Regions from separate parts of the Mus musculus genome. Here regions 2, 3, 4, 5, 6 and 7 are each linked to region 1. A link is a contact called in public Hi-C, HiChIP or PLAC-seq and promoter capture Hi-C data. All regions are on one chromosome and are shown on one strand. The core of a region is the stretch at or near the end of the contact, and the rest is flanking DNA. Distances in the headings are between cores, read along the strand shown. Region 1 holds the start of Cmtr2 (cap methyltransferase 2). Region 2 holds the start of Fa2h (fatty acid 2-hydroxylase). Region 3 holds the start of Wdr59 (WD repeat domain 59). Region 4 holds the start of Gabarapl2 (gamma-aminobutyric acid (GABA) A receptor-associated protein-like 2). Region 5 holds the start of Terf2ip (telomeric repeat binding factor 2, interacting protein). Region 6 holds the start of Zfp1 (zinc finger protein 1). Region 7 holds the start of Adat1 (adenosine deaminase, tRNA-specific 1).

Region 1 (3,170 bases), core at 65-2,564:
AACTAAACAGTCAGCCTTCAGTAGAAGAACTGATTAAAGTCAACCCACAGAATGACAAACCCCTTGCAATATAAATTTTAAAGACACAAGACAATACAGATGAAAACATTTTAAATAATAAATTGAACAGGGAGAGGCTGAGAAGAGTCAAAGTGTAATGATTGAATTATGTGAAATTCTAGACCAGATCATCTAAATTAGGGTGATGGGAAATACAGTGATAGCTGCTTCTTGAGGGTGGAAGACTAGGAAGGAACTTAAGGGAGCTTTTCTAAAATATTCAGTAGGTATTTGCCTGCTCCACAAGAGGAATTCATGCCTTGTATTAGTTATGGCCCAAACCCATAACTAACAAATCGTGGGCTCTAAGGGAGAGTCCACTGATTTTTTTTTTTTTCTCTAAATGGTCAAGTTGCCAAACTGCCTTCTGAATACGGTGCTCTTCCCTCATCTCTGTCAAAGTTCTGAGAAGTGACTGACAGCTCAGCCATAGACAGGCCATCTACATAACACCTGCTCAGGGAAGGGGAGTGCAGAAGAGTGGGTGAAAAGAGTGGGAGAGCGAGAGGATGAGGGAAGTGCTGTGAAGCGCTTTCCTCTAAAAAGGATGGCTGTTACACTTATAAACGCACAGCAGCTGTGGCTACCCCACAGCTGGGGAGGTGGAGACAGGTGGATACCAGTGACTAGCTGGACAGTCTAACCTAACTAGAGAGTCCCAGGCCTGAGAGTCCATCCTCTGGTATCCCTGGCTGACATGGAACTCTCTATGTAGACCAGAGTGACTTAGAACTCAGAGATCTGTTTCCCTCTGGCTCATGAGAGCTGGGATCAAAGGCTTGTGGCACTACACCGGGTGGTTTTCTTTTTCCTTGGTTTATTAATATGTAAACACACCAAGTGATGATACTTCCGTTTCTTTAATTTGGTTTTGCACTCAAGTTATCCATTGAGCTTCAATTTTAATGCAGTCTCTCCTAGGAACTAGCATCTATCTATCCAGGGTAAACCTTCGGGTACCAAAGCCCAGTTCCGTTGCCATGGCGACCCGCTGAGACGGACAAGTTTCTCCGCACCAGAGCTCAGCTCCAGGAGTTGCCACCCTCCCGAGTGACGTCGATGCGCGTGACGATAGGCCTCCCGGAAGGCGCCTGTGCAGTGTGGCTGTCAGAGCCTCGCAGCCGGTGGGGGCGTGGTCTGGAGGAGGATCTGGCTCCAGTTGCGCGTGCGCAGGTCCGGGCGGTCTTCCAGGCGCTCCCTCCTCTTTGTCCGCGACCCGGTTGCCAAGTACGCAGAGGAGACGCCACCCCCGGAAGCTGTTCCCGGGAGCGGAAGTGGCAGGTGGCTCGTTAGAGTGAGGACCGCGTGTGCGGTGCTACTCTGCTCCTGCTCGAGGGGCTCTGGTGGGCGTGGGCTGAAGGAATGCGGACCCGGCTTCTCGGTGAGTGACAGTTCCCGGACGGTTCGCTGCGGGCAAGGGGCGGGGCTGCTCAAATGAGTGTTTGAGAGGTGGCTGTCCCAGGACCCAGTGTGAGCACTGCACATGCCCCAGTGTTTTTATTTCCTAGGAAAAGTTGGCGGGACCATTGCTAACACTCCCTATGCTCACTTAGACCTGACAGCTGTTGAGAACTTAAAGGCTTTGGTGTTGGACTTACAAATTTTATAATCATTTCCTTGTGGCTTTGGACAGGAAGCTTCCTGTCTTCCACTTGGAGCCTGCAAAATAATACAGTTGATACTCATCAGCCTCACATGCACTTTGGAAACGGCATGCATTTAGTTGAAAAAAAATTTTATGCATTTAATTGAAATTTTTTTTGTTTTTAAGTCGTACATTGAAATGCTAGGGTGAAATTGAAATGCATTATTCTGTTCAGAGCTTTGTCTTTTGGGCTAAGTGTAATATTCGTCCATTTATCCAGTTAATGTTAGTGTACTTAAGTGCCCACCAGCCACTGTTGGAACCTTTTGGGGTGGCATGTAAGTGAGCAAAATAAAAGATAACTGTCCTGCAGAAGTGCGGAGCTTACATTCTGGTTTGAGGAAGTTGAGAACGACAAGTCACAAACAGAACACAGGGGAAAAGAAATAAGTGATAAACATGAATGCCGTGGGAGAAAGTGAGGTAAGGGCCATGGGGAGCCCGAGATGCAATTTCAAAATAAGTGTGTTAGGATAGGCTTCACAGAGTAAAGTGCCTTCCAGCAAATACCAGGAGGAGCTGAGGGGATTAGCTAGATAGATACTTGGGGGAGTAAAGCCCAGGTAGAGCTTGCCTCTTAGTATTGAGCAAAGTGTTCCAACGTGGTGTGGCCTGGGTCTTCAGTGAACAGCAGGCTTGTGTGGCTGGAGTGGAATGGATAAGGGGGCGGTAATATTAAGAATGAGTTGGCAGCAAGGCTCAAGTACAGTCAGGAACCTTGGAGCGTTTGAATCCTTTTAGTTGTTTGCAAGTGAAGGCAATTATCCACTTAATTTCGGTAAGATTTCACAGCTTAACCACAGCCACTAATTAGTATGTGAAGTTAATGACTAAAAGTAGACTTTTTTTTTCCCCCCAAAATAGAATGTATTGGAGGTCTAAATGTAGCTGCGGTTCCCAGTAAGCACAGCGTGGATCAAGACAGATGAGCTCATTGTAGTAAATTTTCTGTTTGCTCTTACGTAGAGTTTTTGTGCGTGCAGAAATGCCCTGCTTTTGCCTCCCCCTAAGAGCTTTTCTAAATACAGTTTCTAACTGTTAAATGATGTTGCTGTTTGTGACAGTAAATCTCTACTCACGTGGGACTCGTAAGTAGTTGTGACAAACAAGATGATTAAAAAAGGTACCCACTGCTTTAAGGAGCTTACCAACCTGTACACCAGATGAACACAGGATAAAATACAGGATGAAAAGGGATGGGAAGGTTTGCTAAGAGGACAGGACTCAGGAAGCACCAATGTCATGATGTCATTATGGTCATAGCTAACCTTTATTTCTCAGTTTAGATTTCCTTTGAGTTCATCTTGCTCAGCGTACAAAGGAGCGCGCCTGACTCACGATTTTCACCTTGAATGTCTGCTTTCTGTAGGATGGGGATTTAGTTGTCAGTTTTTCTATGTCTGACGTTTTATGTCTAACCATTTATTGGATGAATTGACTATGACATGATTGCAGAGCATGAACT
Region 2 (3,218 bases), core at 617-3,116, 1.2 Mb after region 1:
TTTGAGGCCCTTTGATCAAGCCCCAATAACTTCTAGCTCCCACCTCTTTCTTCCCTTGACCTGCCAGCCCTTGGTCACCTTGGTTCCATTGCTGTCTCTTGACTGTGCCACAGTTTGTTTGTTTGTTTGTTTGTTTGTTTTTTAATACATGCTATTCCTCTGTCTGGAATGTTCTTCTTACCACTTTTGGCTAAGCTCTGTCTTCAATTAGCTCTTGGTGAAAATGTCACTTTCTTCAAGGTAGCTCTTACTGAACCTGCTCCAGACCCAGTATGCAAATATTATAAATATTAATAAATGTAATTAAACAATGACCGAGTCCATAGTAAGGTTCCTTATGAACTTGTTCACTCCATGAAAATGGTAACCATTTCTGTTCAATGGCTGTTGGTGCCCAGCACAGTGTCGTCAATCCGTTTAAGAACCAAGTAAGTGACTAAGAGATAAGAATTAGGCAAGATGGATAAGAGGTGTCTCTTGGAACAGTGGACAGCATGTCCTTTCATCTAAAGATCTAAAAGCACTTGAAAGATCGCGAGCAACAAGGACCAACCGTTGCTTTAACCTAATCACGATGGCCTTGCTGTCACCAGTCCTGCTATCAGGCTTGAGAATAAGGAGTTAGCTTGGCTCCACCTGAGTCTACCAAGAGCTCTGTCTCCCAACCCTCCAGATGGAGACGACTTTGATTCTTGAATAAGAAACACTTGATTTTTGTACTACCTAGTTGTTTGACCTCAGACATTTATAGAACTTCACTGAACCCTTGTTTCCACATCCTGAAATGAGAATAACACCCAGGATGGGTTGAAGGTAAAAATCCAAGATGAGTCTGTACCACACAGCAGTACCGAGAGTTTAGCATAGTCTGGGTTAGAAATATCGACTTCTCCTTAGCAAGCTGGTTCGTGTATTTTATTTCACTCTTTCAAACCCACAACACTGTTTAGGACGGAAATAAAACCGGGGGCTGGAGGATAGAATCAATAAAACGCTGTTCGGGCCCCTCACTCACTCACCCACAGGAGCCCCTGAAGGGGGCAGAGCAGAGTTTTGGATTTGTGTCTCCTTGAACCAAGAGAGTGGTGGGATGGAGAAACTGAGGCCAGGTGAGCCTAGGGACCCACTACTGAAACAAGAAAGGAAACCAGAAAGGCTGATAAAGGAAAAGGAAGAGAAGAGAGAAAGGGGGTGGGGTGGGAGGTAGTGGCTGGAGGCAGAAACAGGAGTCGAAGTTGTCAGGCGGTAGGGGGGCTGCAGAAGGGACATGTTGGAAGGAGGATGCAGCCGGGTCAGGGGGGTAGCGGGAACACCAAGCTCCTGGTGATAGGAACGGGAAATAGGGGGATGGGAGAGGGGGTGTCAGTGACCGGTTACCTGGAGAGAAACTGGGAAAACGGAGGGAAGTGAGGGTGGAGGCTGTCACCTTGCGTTCTCCTAGAGGGCAGGTGATCTGAGCTCTCTAAAGTGGCGGACTGGGGGAGGGGTGTGAGGCAGGGAGCGGGGAGTGCCCCGGGCCGCCTGGTACCTGCGGGTCCGCTCGCAGTTCGCCCACATAGTACTGCTCCAGCCAGCGGCGGGCGTTGTCGGAGTGTCTGTGAGGTGGCCCATCCAGGTCGGCACTGATGTCCTGGCCAGCCCGCGCCAGCAGCAGCTGCTCGCCCCCCGGATGATGCCGCACGAAGCTGGTGAGGTCGTAGAGGCTGGCCCCGCGGCGGACCCAGCAGGCACCGGCCGCCAGGCGCCGCTGGACCTCGGCGGGCGTGAAAGAGGCGGCGGGGGGCGGAGCGGGGGCCATGGCGGGAGAGCGGAGCTCGGATCTCGGAGCCCGGCAGTCTGCTCCGCGGCTGCCCAGCGCGCCTCTAACATCTCGGGAGCCGGGGCAGCCGCAACGGGCCGGCCGCCACCGCACCTGCTCATTTGCATGCCCTGCTCCCATTGGCCACTCGGTGGGACGCGGCTGCTGCCCGGAGCCGCCTCCCCATTGGCCCGCAGGGACCCGAGCCCCGAGAGCAAGACGCTGAGCGCGGCCCGCCAGGTAGCCCTGGGCAGGTAGAGGGCGTGCCCACCAGGTGTGCCCGGCTGCTGGTGGATGCCAGCGCATTGAAGGTGACTGTCAGGACCACCTCCTCGGCGGGCACGCAACTTCTACATCTTCAAGGAACCGCATCTTCAAGGGGGAAACTTACTGTATTCAATTCGGCAGTTTCAAGAGGTGCCAAGGACAAGAGTCACTAGGGCGGAGGTCTGGTCTAGTCCCAGGGGTTGGGGGGTATGAAATATATAAACTCAGCCACAATATATTTAATATTTGGAAATTAATTATATTTAATATTTAATCACATATAATTATATATAATTATTATATAGTATCTATTATATATTTAAATAATTAAATATTATATATTATATAATTAAATATTATATATAGTTATATTTAATGTTTAAAAACTTACGTCGTCCCACCGTGTGAATGCGCATCTAAATGCTGAATATTTATTTCTGAAACGTATATTGTACACATTTTATTACAATTTTAAATAAAAATGAAACAAAAAAATCCCAAAACATATTTCACTGGGTGCATTGGGTGAGTGAACAGACGACTTTAAAAAAGGATTTATTTTACTTTGTGTATGAGTGTGTGTATGCATATGCGCATGCCATCCCTCTGGCGGTCAGAAGAGAGTGTCAATCCTCTGGAACTGGAGATTTGTGGGAAGTTTGTGAGGAGTTGTGTATATGCTGGCAGCCCTGGTCCTCTGAAAGAGCAGCCAGTGCTCTTAACCACCGGGCCAGCCTTCCAGATGTTTTTATAAATTATATTGTATGGAAATAAAAGCCATTATTAGTAAGACAGCTTTGGGAAGCCGCATAGCTGGATTGTGTTTTTATTTAAGCATTTTCTATTGGGTTCATTGTGGACCTTTTGCATTAGTTCTGAGTTGTGGAAGACTAGTGAAGTGTTTATCCTGGGAATTTCTATTTACTTTATTGACTTATGAATTTACTGTATATCTGTCCACCTATCAGCAAATCTGTCACCTCACAATCTTGTAATAAAGACATGGCTGATTCAGTGCCCTCACCCCCAGCCTCCTCCTCTTTTCTCTTGTTAGGGAAGGGCAGTGGCTTTGGAGCCCTTCAGAGGTAGAGGTGAACTGCTGGCCTGCCTGGCAACTGATGGGTGTGTGCACACGTCATCTCTTTTGTGAGAT
Region 3 (2,874 bases), core at 342-2,841, 1.3 Mb after region 1:
AAGCCCATTGCCAGGTGTTTGTGATATTGGTTGCTGAGAAAGAGTCAGAAAATCTCCCCAGCAACCACAGCCGGGCCAATCCAGAGTTGCTACACCTGCACCAGACTCTTTCCTTGTACCCCTCCCATACCCATTTCTTGAGAATAGACATTGTTTAGATCTGGAAATCCCCTTCTCCCTCCCTCTCCTTTCCCCCTGAAGGCCTATAAAAACTGGGCCCCTTTTCCCCTCGTGGTCGACTCCTCTACCCCTGCGTGGGATATGAGTCGTCTCCAGAGCTCTGGCTTTCCCCAAATAAAGCCTTGTGTGGTTTGCATCAAGCTTGGTCTCTCCTGAGTTCTTGGGTGTCCACTATTGTCCCGAGGCCTGAGTGAGGGGCTCCTCTCGGAGTCTTTCAGATGGAGGAAGGAGACCATTGTATGGCAGCTGGTTCTTCCTGACATGTGAGTCCTGGAACTCAGGCTGGCAAGCCTGGCAGCAGTGCCTTTGCCAGCCACCTTGCAGGCCTCCAATGTTAACAATTTTTAAAGCTTGCCATGTGCCACACTTCTTAAACATGTGGCCTCATAAAATTCTCATGCCAGTCCTGTAAGTATAATAACCTCCCTTCTACAGGTAAGAAAACTAGGCATAGCCGAGCAGTAGTGGCGCTTGCCTTTAATCTGGGAGGCAGCGGCAGAAAAAGGCAGATTTCTGAGTTCGAGGCCAGCCTGATCTACAGAATGAGTTCCAGGCCAGCCAGGGCTACACTGAGAAACCCTGTCTCGAAAAACCAAAAAGAAAGAAGAAAAAGAAAAAAGAAAAAAAGAAAAGAAAACCGAGGCGTGGAGAGTGATGTGAGGGATGGGCTCACAGGTGTCCAATCTAAGCAATACATGTATCTTGTCAACGACAGAGTATTTCCCACATTAGCAACCACTTAGGCTGAAACAGATGCTCCGCAAAACAGTATTTCACAAATTCACCCCCAAAATGGTCCAAGGTGAGACTTGGTCCAAGTAACTGAGGCTCAGAGAAGTTCTGCAACTTTCCCGAAGTCACCAAGTGCAGTCGACTACCTCAGGGAGTGGACACCTCCCCCAGTTCACTACCTTGAACAAGGTCAGAATCCCTTTAGCATTTACAATCACTATCTTGGCGTCCCAAGACCATAAGCCTGTTTGGAACCCTAAAGGCCATACACGCCTTTGCCCTAACTGTCCTGACCAGTAATCAAAGCTTCCTTAGCTATCCTGACTGACAGCTCCAGATGAGCACCGCGTCCATCTTCCCACCCTGAGCAAAGGGATGGATGAAAAGGCGGGGGTGCAGGGGTGCGGGGATGGGGGGGGGGGCGGGTGAGGGTGTAAACCACGGAAAGCGCATGCTCAGATGGCTCCATTCCCAGATGGCTCCATTCACGCACAGCTCACCTGAGAGTCTCGAAACTCCACCACCACGTTCTCGCTGCTCCAGCGCGCCGCCATCTCACTAGCCCGATCGTGGGGTGCCAGCAGGCGACCCTCCACCCCCAACCCCACCCCCAAGTCCGAGACTCCCCGCGTGAGTAAGCCCCACACAGCCTGCTAATAAATCCGGCCACGCCCAGTTTCTCCCTTTCACTTGACCACAACTGATTGGCTACCCCAATGATAGACCCCGCCTCTTCTGCTTTCTCCCCCAACCACGGACCAGGTCTGCCCCAAAACAGGAACGCCCCTTCATTTCGTCATCAGTACGAGTCACCTGGGCACCCCGCGGCTGCCGACACGCCCCCTGCCGTGAGCTCTGCTGGGAATTGTAGTCAAATGTCAGCACAGCGTCAGTTACCCAGGAAGAGCCTGAGTTCAGAGAGTAGATGGCAGTTGTCCTGTATTTTTGCTGGTATTTGGTTGGTATCCCCGTATTCTCCTACACATAGCCTATAAACAAAACCTACATCCCTACCAAGGGAAAAAACCTCTTCTGATTCCTGCCATCAAGGCTTTGAAAAATCTGAGTGCACAATTTTTTGTTTCATGCTGTACAGCCGTGCCTCTGAAGTAGTTCCTGAGGTTCTCCACGAACAACACTTTGGGGGTGGAGGAGAAAACAAGTCCCTAAAGGTAAAAACAATTTTATAATCTTACTAACATCACTGTGCGGTATAGTTCTCCCGAGGATGTGTAGTACAGAGGGAATTTACTCTGAGAGGAAGTTTAAACTGAATATTAAACGACATGACTTTTTTCCTTCTTTTTTTCTTTTCTTTTTTTGTTTGTTTTTTTGTTTGGTTGGTTGGTTGGGTTTTTTTTTGTTTGTTTTTTTTTTGAGACAGGGTTTCTCTGTGTAGCTCTGGCTGTCCTGGAACTCACTCTGTAGACCAGGCTGGCCTCGAACTCAGAAATCTGCCTGCCTCTGCATCCCAAATGCTGAAATTAAAGGCGTGCACCACCACTTGCCCGGCTGACCCTCTTTTTGATAACATCATTTTGGTTTTGAAAAGTGTTATTTTTTTTCACTGAAGATGTGTAATTAATGTTAATGGTAGTTGCCATTTAACCATAATGGTTTTTTTTCCCTATTCATGGTTTTAATTTCTAACACTAGCAATATCTTTATCCACACAGTTTTTGGAGTCTTAGACAATTTTTGAGGATGAAATAAAAATTAATCAGGAAGTTTAGCATAGTAGATACTAGTTGGCTCCTCTTCAACCCTATCCTTTGAAGTCCTGGGTTAACTGGCTTAGCATCTCTTTGTCTACAGAAGGGGGTATATCATACTTAGCTGTTGAGAGGAGCCAAGCACTAGGCCTGACATGTTGTAAAGGCTCAAGTATAAACTGTCACCAGCATTCCTCTCTGAAGATCGTTGCATGAATGGAGAGGAGGTGTAGACTCCTTTCCCCCAGCA
Region 4 (2,890 bases), core at 350-2,849, 1.7 Mb after region 1:
TGACAATTTCTGTAGTAGCCCTCCACCCCAGCAGTGCTTCATGTTCTTGTCATCCACTGTTTTACTTTTCTAAATGTCACCTGTCATCACCTGACATTTAGTTTCTGTTCCCAAGGCACAAAAGCTCTGCTACAGCAGGGGTGTTGTTTGTTTTGCTCCATGGATTTCTCCCAGTCTCCAGAACAGCACTGTGTTATGTCTGCAACATAACACTCAATGCATTTTTTGTTTTGCAGAAGACAAACACCTAGTTGCTCAGACACAGTCTTTTTTTTTTTTTTTTTTCCAGACAGGGTTTCTCTGTGTAGCCCTGGCTGTCTGGGAACTCACTCTGTAGACTAGGCTGGCCTTGAACTCAGAAATCCACCTGCCTGCCAAGTACTGGGATTAAAGGCATGGGCCACCACACCCAGCTAACACAAAGTTTTAAAAGTTCTTTAAATTAAATTTTTTTTTCCTTAAGATTTTCATTATCTTCCCTGCATCTGGGTGTGTATGTGTATGGAGGCTTGCCACAGTGAATGCCTTGAGGCCAGAAGATAACCTTTGTAAACAGGTTGTCCTCCATCACTTGGGTCCTCAGGATTGAACTCCGTCTGGCAGGCTTGGCACCAAGCGTTTTTACCTGCTGGGAACTGAGTCTCTCCCCTCCCCCCAGTGGAAAATAACAAATACTTTCAGAATGAAGTTATAGCCACAGCATCTATCAGGAATTTCAACTGTAGGGAATGATTGATGACAAGGTTCAAACACTGGCTCTACAGATGCGGCAGATCATATAAGCACGTGGTCAGGTGGCCGATTAACTGCATATTCATGTTCTGTGTTCACCAGTGCATAAACAGATGGTGACCCAGAGCCGACTTCCTGGATGACTATGCTACGACTTGGACAGGGGTGGAACCTCGAGGCTTGTGCCTAGGGCAGGTGACACCCACAGCTCAGGGTTAGTGCCGAGCCACTCCCACTGCCAGCTCCTTCTCCTAGGGTGTCTTATGACCAGCTCTCCCAGGAATCCTCCCCGCCTGACACTGGCACTTCGCCTCTGACAGTTTCCGATAAAGAATCTCTGTGATCAGGGATATTCCGTTGACTAAATGAGTATGTGTGGTACTTGTTCATAAGTGTTCATGAATGTTTAAAATATGTATTCGTGAGTGGGAAGTGAGATTTGTTTAAATCAAATTTTAGGTGCAACAACTCCTATACTAGACCTCTAGGTGGTCACCAGTACTCGTTGCACACAGCGCTTGGAACAGGTTATCCCTCCATGCCGAGCTCCCGCCTTCTCACCCAGCCAAAAATTAATATTCATTTCTCCTTAAGCCCCAGACTTCCCCTTCCAGAGCCCTTTACAAGCGTTCCAAGCTATGAGCCATGACCTGCCTGTCATGCACAATCCTGAAACTCCATTCCAGTCACTAATTCCTAAAGTCTCCACTGTCACTCACAGACTTCCCAGCCACCTACGTCAGTCTCCATTCCCAGGAGCGCTCCTAGGTCTCCGCTTAGGCTCCGCCCTCTCACGTAATCGTAGCCTACTGAAGCTCTTACCAGGCCCGCCGGAAGCCCCGCCCCGGGAGGTTGCTAGGCTCCGGCAGCCGGAAGTCCCGCCTGTGGAGTAGTCGTCGCTGCCGCCGCCGCCTCCGTTGTTGTTGTGGTCGCTTCGCCGAAGTCCGCGGCTCGAAGAGCCGGCTCCGTCGCTTCCCGTCGCCATGAAGTGGATGTTTAAGGAGGACCACTCTCTGGGTAAGCGCGGTCGGCCTGCGGGGCCCCAGATCGCGGCCCCTCCCCCACTCCCGCCGCCCTGCCGGGCCCGCTGGGTCGCCAAGGCCCCGGCATCCTGGCGCCTCCCACGGACCCGTGTCGCCCTACGTGGATCTCGCTGGGAGTTCCTGAGGGGATCTGTGGCGAGGGACTCCGGGGCTAGGACTCGGGGCGTACGCACGCAGGCAGGTTGCGGGCGGAGAAGGGCGGACAGGAAGAAGGGGTTCCGGCAGCGGCGGCCCTGCTGTCCGGCAAGTGCGAATGTCAGCCTGGTTTTCTTCTTCCCCAGAACACAGATGCGTGGAATCCGCGAAGATCAGAGCGAAGTACCCCGACCGAGTTCCGGTGAGTGTGGACTCCCCGCCCCCTCACCCCGCTGTCACCCTTAGCGTCTAGGAGAGGTGTCGGGCGGGCGCGCTAGGCCGTGCAACAGTTGAGAACTTAAGGTCTCAAGGTGTAGCCCAGAGACCGAGGACAGCCTGGGGTTCCGCCGGCCCAAGCTTGGGGCTTAAGGGGCTGGTGCTGTCCAGGGGCACCAGTGCTGAATCTCCCGATCTAGGGCAGCAAGCTGCTTGCAGCCTCTCGGCTCCCTCACCAATTATGTAAGGAACCGTGTTCTAGGACAGGGCAACAGGTCACTGCCACTTTGGGGAATGATGGTGGAGGGAGACTGGCATTTGGGGTTGGATACGGTAGCATCCTTTCAAGGTAGTCATCTTTAACGCTGGACCTTTAACTTCGAGTTTCTCTTTACCCTGATTCTGCCATCCTTGTTTGACTAACAAATCTGAAATGCTCTCGTTTTGCCTCTAATCAATAAGTATGTTGCTTTATTTCTGCTTTCTGCCCTAGTTGGGGCGATCGTTTCTGATATCACTATTGATTTTTGAAGGACATAAAGTCTTACTATTGTAGTGCTTTGCTTGTAAACAGTCCCTTTGAGAAGCAGGAGGATAAATGTTAACTGTTCAGAGAGAAGCAACAGGCCAAATGAAAATGTCGGCTCTTGGGTGGCTGTAGTTGTATAGCTTTGCCCTTAGTTCATCCATTTCTTTCCAGTGTTGTTGGGGATTGGAATGCTCTAACAGGGTCTATCTATGGATCAAAAGATGACAGATGAAAC
Region 5 (3,093 bases), core at 309-2,808, 1.8 Mb after region 1:
GTTTCTGACTTGGAAATGTGGGCATGAACATTTCTCTTGCAAGATTACTACTGAGATTAGACAAAGTTTGTATAGTGCCAGCGTGGTGTTTAACGGGTAAATTAAAGTCAAAGGTATATTTAAGAAAAGTAACTTGAGGGCTGGGTGTGGTGGTGCACACCTTTGATCCCAGCACTAGGGAGGCAGAGGCAGGCAGATTTCTGAGCTCGAGGCCAGCCTGGTCTACAAAGTGAGTTCCAGGACAGCCAGGGCGCCAGGGCTACACAGAGAAATCCTGTCTCGAAAAACCAAAAAAAAAAAGAAAAGAAAGAAAGAAAAGTGACTTGAAAGCAGCAGTAAGGCTTCCTTAAATTACCTGAAAACTGAGGTACTTTCTTTCGCTTGTGACTCAAAATTCCAACTACTGATTTAATAAACTCACCCATCCTCCGCTAAGGAATCCACTAAACTGCTCACACAAAGGACAACCAACCAGGGAGCCTGCAACCCATAAATTTAAACATTTTCTTTAAAATCCTTCTAAACCACACAAAGCAGAAACACAGCCATAAAAAGGAAACCCAGTTATTATCTAGAAGGTTTCTGGTATTTCCCTCGGGGATCAATAAGGGGATTTATTTATTGCTAGGGTACTAACGAAAGCAGCCATGGTATGTGACAGCTTAAACTAGTTATTTCCTACAGCTTTGGAGGGTACTATGTAGTTCCAGGCACTAAGAAGACATTCAAGTCATTGCTAGTGTTCTGTGGGTCAAGTGGACTAGAGTGTAGTCCTAAAAGCAACCAGTTAAAGGGAGGGTAATCTTATCTGCCTACTCAATTCTGGGATTTGGAGTGTTTTACAAAGATACCCCCAGCAGTGCAAAGGGAGCCTGGTGTATCCCGCTAAATAAGGCCACTTGCTCCCGTGTCACAGATCCTTTGAGTGACACATATGGGTAGGTACACTATTGTTTCAGAACGTACCCCCTTTTAACACCCAAGGTGCAGAATAACCTTGGATAGGCCAAGGATAATGTAAAGGTTCTTCTTTTAAGAACAAAGATATTTAACCATTTTCCAGTCTATCCGTTGGGGGAGTGGTTCAATTAAAAGAGCATTTCTTAGAAGGTAGGGAAAAGTTAGTTTCACTTTTCTTTGCTACCATTCCCGGTTTCTGTGCTGGCTTTCCCTAGGTATGCTCGTCCCTACGGCTAGGACCAGGGAACCCATCAGCCACGCAGTTGATCCTCCTGGGGCATCCTGGAGGCTGTAGGTTCTACGGCACTGCATCTCTGTCCCAGCATGTGCTCACCCACCGGAAAAGACAAGAGGGACCCCAGGCACAGTCGCCTTGGCGGGAAAACTCCAGGCACTTCCCATCGGAACACTGCAACAAGAGACACTTAGAGATCTTCAACGACACTTACTTCTTGCTTAGTTTCTGCTCGCCATCCACTTTGACTTCACTCTCCTGCAGCGTGGCCATCTTCCCCACTGGCCCGACCCAGAAAAAAAAAAATTATGACTAGCGTAGAACTAGAACTTCCAGGTCGTGGCTCTAAGTCCTGCCTCTTCCGGGAAAGAGGGCGGGCCCTCGGCCGGACTCTCGCTGCGCAGGCGCAGTGCTGGGCTCCTCCGGCGGAGAGTCCGTCTTAGTGGTGTCGTTTCTGCGCTTTACTTGTACAGCGGGGCGACAGGTATGGCGGAGGCGATGGATCTGGGTAAAGACCCCAATGGGCCCACTCACTCCTCCACTCTGTTCGTGAGAGAAGACGGCAGCGCCATGTCGTTTTACGTGCGGCCCAGCTCGGCCAAGCGCCGGCTGTCGACGCTCATCCTGCACGGCGGCGGCACCGTGTGTCGGGTGCAGGAACCCGGAGCCGTGCTTCTCGCCCAGCCCGGGGAGGCGCTGGCCGAGGCTTCGGGCGACTTCATCTCCACGCAGTACATCCTAGACTGCGTGGATCGCAACGAGAAGCTGGACCTGGAGGCCTATCGGCTGGGCCTGACGGAGCAGGCGTCCGATCCGAAGCCCGGGGCTTCCACCGAGGGCTCCACGGAACCGGAGCCGCAGCCCCTGACCGGGCGCATCGCCTACACCGACGCGGAAGATGTGGCCATCCTGACCTACGTGAAGGAGAACGCCCGTTCGCCCAGCTCGGTCACAGGCAATGCCTTGTGGAAAGCGATGGAGAAGAGCTCGCTCACGCAGCACTCCTGGCAGTCGCTCAAGGACCGCTACCTCAAGCACCTACGGGGTCAGGAGCACAAGTACCTGCTCGGGAACGCCCCGGTCAGCCCGTCCTCCCAGAAGCTCAAACGGAAGGCGGAGCAGGACCCCGAGGCCGCGGATAGCGGAGGTGAGGCCGGCACCTTCGGGGCTCCGGGGGGCGGGGCTGCCTGCCTGTCAGCGAGCGTCTTTTTGGGCGCCGTGGGTGGCATAGCTCAGCCCCTCTTCTCTGTTGAGGTCCGAAGCGAAAGTGCACCGTTTCCTCTTATCCCTTGTTTTCTGGTTTTAATTTGTCTTTTCATTTAACTTTTCCTTCCCGTTGACTGGATGTTTGTTCGTTGATGGATTTGGGTTTGGGAGGGCGGGGAACTTGAGTCTCTTCGCTGTGTCGCCCAGGCTGTCCCCAAACTCTATGCCTGAAATATTCTCCTGCCTTCGGAGTGACTGAGACTACGGAACAGTAACTAGTTTACAAAAACGGCTCTGTGTTCAAAAGGAACACAGTACAGTATATATGGAAATCTTCTACCCTTCCTACCCACCATACCCAGGAGGTAACAGGGTAACCTGTTTCTGTTTTCAGAAATTTCAAAGATATTTTCCCTTCCCCCTTTTTCCTTCCTTCCTTCCTCCTCTCCTTTTCTCCTTTTCCTCCACCTCTTCTTGCGCCTCCTCCTCCTCCTCCTCCTCTTCTTCTCATCCTCCATCTTTTTTATTTGAGAAAAGGCCCCTGGCCGTTCATTTTAAGATATTGCCTATATTCTGGTCTTACTCAATATAAACTATGTGAATGGCATGGCAGGTCAGTTTACTTTCCGTATTTTGGCTTAACTGAATGTACTTCTATATAAAGAGGAAAGTTGCTTTGTGGTCTTCTTAGG
Region 6 (3,244 bases), core at 262-2,761, 1.4 Mb after region 1:
AGCAGCCCAGGTTGGTATCACACTCATAGCAGTGACCCTGCCTCAGTCTCCCAAGTGCTGAGATTAGAGAGATTAGAGATTACTCCCCCTCTATGTGAGGGGCAGTCTCCCATAGCCCAGATCAGCCTTCACCTACTCCTGCTGCTCTACTTCTGAGCACTGGGATCAATTCTATCCCCGTTCCTTTCCTTCCTGACCCCCCCATGCCTCAGAAATAGTTTTGTGTATATTTTATGCAAAGTTAAAATTATCATCAACAACAAATTTTTACGATTTTATGTGCATGAGTGTTTTGACTATTATATGTATGGATGTGCACCATATGCATGCAGCTATGCAGTGTTCATAATCACGGTCAAAACAGAAATAAAATCATACTGAGCATGGTACCGTTCGCCTGTTAGGAGACATTTCATGAGTCTAACCATCTCAGAAACAAGTTCCATCTTGCTGGCAGGGCCAAAACTGAGTTCATGTTCCCAGATCCCAGAATCAACTCCTATCCTGCTTCTTCAGGTGTTTCATGTCTGTGTGTTAACCAGTAATGGATATAAAAAGGGGGTTTTGCCATTATCCCATTATCTAACTAAGGCATGCAAATAGTAAGTGTATTTATTTCCTGTCGTGATTTAACGGACTACGTGCAGTTCCCTTATCATTCTAAATGCCAGGTCAGAGTCCAGGAGGGGACTTGACTGCAAAAGCTGACTCAGGACATTGAAACCAGGATAAGGCACAACCACCAATGTTAAACTTCCTTAACTCCTTGTGTCAAAATATGATTAGTCACTGCAACAGCCCCTCCCCGCCCCCCTTTGTGTTCCCATCCTGCAGTGCAGTCTCCCTTGGGGGACGAGGTTCAGATCCAGAACTGGCTGCCCCATACAGAAAATGAAGCTTTCATTTTGAAGCTTTTGTATCTGAAGTGAGTTTACTTAGCTTCCTCCCCTCTCCAGAACCCAGTAAGCAGGGAGCTGAAACAGGAAGATCATTAGTTTGAAGCCAGCCTAGGCTTGACAAGACCCTGTCTCAAACCAACAAACATGGGGTTATTTGTGCCAGTGCTTCCAAAAGTAACTGTAGAGCCGAGAGGTTAAGGAAAATGGTGGTAGTGGTAATGTGTGTGTCTGGGTGGGTGTAACACGGGGATCTCACTTTGTAGCCTTGACTGGACTGAGACTTTCTAAGTCTTCCAACTCCCAGGGATCTCTGCTTGCTTCTACTTCTCACTAGCTTGAATTAAAGGCGTGCACTACCACACCCAGAAAGGTGTGTGCTTCCAGTGCGGTTGAGATTTGCTTTAACGCACATATTTTGTTGTTGAAAGTTTTAATCAGTTACTCCAAATCCGGGTTTTTAACAGCACAGGAAGATGAAAGGGACCGTAACACAAACCAGACTGTTAACTTGGAAAAAACGGTCCCTACCCAACTAATAATGCGTACGTTTCCCAGAGTTCCTAGCAGCGCGGCTCAGAGGCATTATGGGAATTGTAGTCCTACACCTCAGCGTCACAGCTCCGAGGACTCTGGGAACGGCCGCTCGCTCCACAAGGTGCACGCTTGCGCAAAAGCGCTAGCGCTCGCCCTTCCCCCACCTGCAGTCGCGAGTGGGTGACAAGAGCCCCCTTCTCCGCGAGCCTCGTGACCCGGAACCGCGAGTGGAGGCTAGACCCCTCCAGGTATGTCTGCAAGGCCGGGATGCGCGGGCCCGGGAGGAAGGTCGCGTCTGCGCCGGAGTGGGAGTCTCAACTTCGACGCCTTGCGGGCCGCGGCGACCCCTGGGCGTAGGGTCGGGCCTCGAGCTCTTCTGAGAGTCGGTCCCTATGGGCTGTTCGCGGTCGGCGTGTGTGGGGTCGGAGGAGGACGGGCAGCTCCCGGGCTCAGCCTCCCTTTGGGGGGAGACGCGCCACTGCTGGCCGTCGCGGGGCTCAGGCCGCGCGGGGGCGAGTCTGGAAGCCTGGCGGGCGGGCGCGCGCTTGACCCTCCACGAGGGTGTGGGGGCGGGGCTCACGGTGCTAGCCACGCCCCCACGGTGGCTTTGCGGGCTCCTGGAACCTCCTTGTTCCTGGTGTCTGGTGTTTCCAGTTATATTGTCACGGAATTATCACGTCTATCCCGTTACTTCCGGTTTGAGCGTCAGTATAACAGATTTTTCTTTTTCTTTTTTTTTTTCCTAACATTGGCTTTTCTTTTTTTCTAATATTGACTTTTCTGTTTAGCTTGGGTAAAAGTTTTCATATAAGTATGTTGCCGAGGTCCAGCCTCAGCTTGAGGTGAGGATGGTCCTGAGAAAGGGGTGAGTGGGAGTGGTGCTGACTGAATAATATATGAGTCAGTAGTGGATACAAGCTGTCAGTTCATGTGTTCTCTTGTCAGAAACTGAACCCAGTCTTTTATTTACTAAAGATTTATTCATTAAATCTTTTTACCGCTGTTAATCATTTTCTAAAAAAAAAAATCCATGGTTACATAAATTCCAGTAATCCCGAACCTCCAACCCCCGTTTCTTTGAAATGAAAGCTAAGCAAAAGTACATTTCCTTATCTCTTAAACACAGTGTTCTCTTCACGGGCAGCAGGGCACAGTTCTTGTGGTTTCTTATTGTTTGAACACAGTCTGTTCTTCACGGCAGCTGGGCATAGCTTTTGCGGTTTCCTGGCACAGCAGACAGTCATTAAAGTGGCTATAAGAACAGAAAAGTGACAGACTACTGAGGTTAAAATGATTTCTTGCCGGGCATGGTGGCGCACGCCTTTAATCCCAGCACTTGGGAGGCAGAGGCAGGCGGATTTCTACAAAGTGAGTTCCAGGACAGCCAGGGCTACACAGAGAAACACTGTCTCCAAAAAAAAAAAAAAAAAAAAAAAAAAAAAAAAAAAAAAAAAAAAAAATCTCTTACTGGGCTGGAGAGATGGCTCAGTGGGGTAAAAGCACTGACTGCTCTTCTGAAGGTCCTGAGTTCAAATCCCAACAACCACATGGTGGCTCACAACCGTCTGTAGTGGGATCTGATGCCTTCTTCTGGTGTGTCTGAAGACAGTGACAGTGTACTTACATATATTAAATAAATCTTTACAAAGTTTTAACATTTTCGCAAGTAAAGCAGGTGGCTCTGTCTGATCTCTCTCTAGGCATTGATCTCTCCAGTCCCTCCAGTAGCAAGGAGAATGAAGGACTAACTTTTTATATGCATATCATCTTTTAATTCTCTAATCTTTGTTTCCATATCTTAACAATTCCAT
Region 7 (2,950 bases), core at 422-2,921, 1.8 Mb after region 1:
AGGTGGATTTCTGAGTTCGAGGCCAGCCTGGTCTACAAAGTGAGTTCCAGGACAGCCAGGGCTACACAGAGAAACCCTGTCTCAACAAACAAAACAAAACAAAAAACAACAAAAAAAGAGTGAAGCCCAGAAGACAAGCTATTTCTTCAAGATCAACACAAATGATAAGTTAATGAATGTGGCCATTCTATGTTTTACACTGTCCTCTCAGATTTCAGCTTGCTTTGGGCATGTTAGCACCTTACAAGGTTTCTTTTGAGACAAATGTTCTTTTCCTCCGTTTCTAATCTACCTCACTCCAGCAAATTTCCAAAGTCTCTCACTGAAAGCTCTCACAGCAGCTGTGTTTAAGGGTGTGGGCATGGAGTTATACTTTCTAGGTTTCAATCTCAGTTTTAATACAGATGAACTGTGTGATTCCTGGGTAATTAGTTTTCACATCTGTTAAAACATGACTAATAGTATTTAACATTTTTTTTTCTAGACAGGGCTTTTCTGTGTAACAGTCCTGGCTGTCCTAGGACTTGCTCTGTAGACCTGGGTGCCCTGGAACGCACAGAGATCACCTGCCTCTGCCTCCTTTGTGCTAGGATTAAAGGCACGTGCCACCTAGCTAGTATTTAACATCTCTTATAAATACTTAAAAAGGCAAATGTCTATATACTGTGATTAGCATTCAGAAGATACAACATTTGGTGATCTGGGAAATTTGTATTGGTGGCAGAAGAGAAGCAATGTAACGGGCACACCAAGCCACTTCCATACAACCTAACAGAACATTATGCAGATCAGATCTGAAAGAGGCCTACAGTTGGCAGAAGAAATTCTCTCACTCTTGGCTGTTAGCGCTCACTGGATATAGCTCGACTTCAGTCGATTATATAAAAAGCTCCGTAGATGAGCTCACGCGATGGCTAGAGATGGCAGAGCATTTGTAGAATAAACAACAGAATTGTTTTTTTTGTTAGTTTGTTTTTTTTCTGAGCTCTGATGCGATGTTTTGGCAAGGTATTTCTAAGACTTCTGCAAAATGCAGGCACATTTTGCAGTAAATGGTAATGACTATTCTGGCAGGGGCTGACAGAGATTGTAACTTTCAAGTCTAACGCAGAGAAGTCTTGTATTTCTAGAAGGAATCCCAGAATCCTGTTAGTTCCTGATAGGCATCACAGAAGTTTATTTTATGAAGGTAGCCATCTGCCATTAAATTCGAGGTACACATTAGAACTACAAAACAAGGGGACGAAGCGGTCCAAACTACATCACGTCATTCACGCAGTTGTCGAACGTTTCGATATTTTGGGTCCGCTGTAATTCATCTCTACAACCCCAGGGCTCCTTCATACGAAGCAGCTCACAACAGGTATTGCTTTGGCTAAAAATAACAGTGCAAAGGTTGAAAAAACAAACAAACACTTCTTTTCCCACCCTTCCTACCGCAGGGCTGGAGAGCCTAGCAGGGCTGAGACCCCTCCCCGTGGGAGCAGTGGACACAGGTCCTCACAGTCTCCCCCCACCGCCCTCCCCTCGGCCAACTGTGTAGAGCTAACCCCGAGACGCCGATCCGGAGTCCCTCACACCCTATTATCCACGCGCCGCAACCTCCACGCGATGCCCCTCTACCGCCACGCTCGTTTAACCAGGTTGCGCAGCGGAAGTGACGCCCTAGAGGGCCGCTCCGGTCAAGCTCTGCCCGCAAAGCACGCTGGTCTTTGTAGTCTGTGGGAACGGTGCAAAGGGGAGGAAGCCGCCTCCGCAGCAAAGACCGACTTAGCTCGCATCTCATCAAAATTTTGAACAGAACTATAAGCAGATCCTCTGACAGTTTCTCACCTCAGTCATGGGCTTGGATGACCTGGCCCTCACTCATTTCTCTCATAACCCATTGTTATTCTTCAAATCGTTTCTTTTTTTTTTTTTTTTTTTTTCGAGACAGGGTTTCTCTGTGTAGCCCTGGCTGTCCTGGAACTTACTCTGTAGACCAGGCTGGCCTCGAACTCAGAAATCCACCTGCCTCTGCCTCCGGAGTGCTGGGATTAAAGGCATGAGCCACCACTGCCCGGCTCTTCAAATACAGTCTTATGGACATATATGCATGTATATATTTTAAAAGATTTATGTGCGTGTGCCTGTATCAATTGTCAATTTGTGCACATATGTGCATGCAAATGCCCAAGGCAGCTAGAAAAGGGTATTGGGAACTGGATCACGGTTGCAAGCTGCCTGACACACGGGTGCTGGGTACTGAAGCCTGGTCCTCTGTAAGAGCATCAATCCCTTGCAGCACTGAGCCATGTCTCCTGTACTGCAGTCTAAGTCTGCCTCCAGCCAAAAGGAACCTGCACTGGATCTGGTCTGGTTCTCCCTCAACTCTGCACTCAAGCCCTAAAGAAAATAAAAGGGATTTTTATGGAAGAAGTGACTTGACTTTTGTTCTCTGGTTGTTTCCAGTATTTCAGCACAATGGCTCATACTGAATAGACAGACATTAATATACATTTATTAGAGATTCTGACTGCAGGTGGGGCCGAGAAGTTGGCTTAGGAGTTAAGAGCACACCCTGCTCCCATGGGGCTGACCTTCGTTTTTCAGCCTCCGTGCTGGGCAGCTTACAGTGCCTGTAACTCTGGCTCTAAGGGACCCAACATCTCTGGCCTCAGGGCACCTGCACTCTAAATGCACACACACACACACACACACACACACACAATTGATAATAAAAATAAATCTTAAAAAGAATACAATGACAGAGCTCTAATTAGACCACTCATCAGACCAGCAGCCCGGGGGAGAAAAAGTAACACTGCATGGGTAAAGAGAGAAATGATTTATTTGGTAACGAGGAATAAAAAGAACTTCTTTAGTTCTTCTCTCTTGTGGAGGTTGGACTGCAGTGGCCAGATGGACGGCGCCACACAGGAATCGCTCCCTCAGACCAGATCTGCTGAGA

Evidence for each region. Promoter capture Hi-C pulls out the DNA fragments that hold promoters and counts their contacts. A called contact is a pair of places that touch in the nucleus more often than the background predicts. HiChIP or PLAC-seq counts read pairs in DNA pulled down with a chosen protein or histone mark.
Region 2: a FOXA1 HiChIP or PLAC-seq map of pancreatic cancer cells shows a contact between it and region 1. The contact joins the promoter of Fa2h here to the promoter of Cmtr2 in region 1. A contact is called at or near these places in 1 of 39 promoter capture datasets (stem cell-derived epiblast-like cells) and 1 of 115 datasets of contacts at active chromatin or transcription factors (pancreatic cancer cells).
Region 3: a contact with region 1 is called in a promoter capture Hi-C map of pre-B cells, with 6 times the contacts expected there. The contact joins the promoter of Wdr59 here to the promoter of Cmtr2 in region 1. A contact is called at or near these places in 1 of 39 promoter capture datasets (pre-B cells) and 1 of 115 datasets of contacts at active chromatin or transcription factors (pancreatic cancer cells).
Region 4: a contact with region 1 is called in a promoter capture Hi-C map of pre-B cells, with 5 times the contacts expected there. The contact joins the promoter of Gabarapl2 here to the promoter of Cmtr2 in region 1. A contact is called at or near these places in 3 of 39 promoter capture datasets (the HPC-7 cell line, liver and pre-B cells), 2 of 484 Hi-C or Micro-C datasets (CD4 T cells and the HL-1 cell line) and 2 of 9 other capture datasets (adipose tissue and liver).
Region 5: a Hi-C map of CD8 T cells shows a contact between it and region 1, with 13 times the contacts expected there. The contact joins the promoter of Terf2ip here to the promoter of Cmtr2 in region 1. A contact is called at or near these places in 2 of 39 promoter capture datasets (liver and pre-B cells), 4 of 484 Hi-C or Micro-C datasets (CD4 T cells, CD8 T cells, muscle stem cells and 1 more), 1 of 115 datasets of contacts at active chromatin or transcription factors (thymic regulatory T cells) and 2 of 9 other capture datasets (adipose tissue and liver).
Region 6: a contact with region 1 is called in a Hi-C map of uterus, with 7 times the contacts expected there. The contact joins the promoter of Zfp1 here to the promoter of Cmtr2 in region 1. A contact is called at or near these places in 1 of 39 promoter capture datasets (pre-B cells) and 1 of 484 Hi-C or Micro-C datasets (uterus).
Region 7: a promoter capture Hi-C map of pre-B cells shows a contact between it and region 1, with 8 times the contacts expected there. The contact joins the promoter of Adat1 here to the promoter of Cmtr2 in region 1. A contact is called at or near these places in 2 of 39 promoter capture datasets (liver and pre-B cells), 2 of 484 Hi-C or Micro-C datasets (CD8 T cells and muscle stem cells) and 1 of 9 other capture datasets (liver).

Annotation. Positions count from the first base shown.
Region 1 is chr8:110,216,646-110,219,815 of GRCm38.p6, forward strand. It overlaps Cmtr2 (cap methyltransferase 2), which reads left to right and starts at 1,315. Exons shown (of 2, transcript NM_146215.4): 1 at 1,315-1,441.
Region 2 is chr8:111,391,955-111,395,172 of GRCm38.p6, forward strand. Fa2h (fatty acid 2-hydroxylase) reads right to left here and starts at 1,867. Exons shown (of 7, transcript NM_178086.3): 1 at 1,529-1,867. The coding sequence starts at 1,798.
Region 3 is chr8:111,520,516-111,523,389 of GRCm38.p6, forward strand. It overlaps Wdr59 (WD repeat domain 59), which reads right to left and starts at 1,592. Exons shown (of 26, transcript NM_001170742.1): 1 at 1,413-1,592. The coding sequence starts at 1,466.
Region 4 is chr8:111,939,104-111,941,993 of GRCm38.p6, forward strand. It overlaps Gabarapl2 (gamma-aminobutyric acid (GABA) A receptor-associated protein-like 2), which reads left to right and starts at 1,600. Exons shown (of 4, transcript NM_026693.5): 1 at 1,600-1,749; 2 at 2,057-2,112. The coding sequence starts at 1,716.
Region 5 is chr8:112,009,801-112,012,893 of GRCm38.p6, forward strand. Terf2ip (telomeric repeat binding factor 2, interacting protein) reads left to right here and starts at 1,559. Exons shown (of 3, transcript NM_020584.2): 1 at 1,559-2,342. The coding sequence starts at 1,682. Kars (lysyl-tRNA synthetase) reads right to left here and starts at 1,554. Exons shown (of 14, transcript NM_053092.3): 1 at 1,410-1,554. The coding sequence starts at 1,468.
Region 6 is chr8:111,641,932-111,645,175 of GRCm38.p6, forward strand. It overlaps Zfp1 (zinc finger protein 1), which reads left to right and starts at 1,512. Exons shown (of 4, transcript NM_001037665.2): 1 at 1,512-1,681.
Region 7 is chr8:111,990,631-111,993,580 of GRCm38.p6, forward strand. It overlaps Adat1 (adenosine deaminase, tRNA-specific 1), which reads right to left and starts at 1,672. Exons shown (of 10, transcript NM_013925.5): 1 at 1,551-1,672. It overlaps Kars (lysyl-tRNA synthetase), which reads right to left. Exons shown (of 14, transcript NM_053092.3): 14 at 2,809-2,950.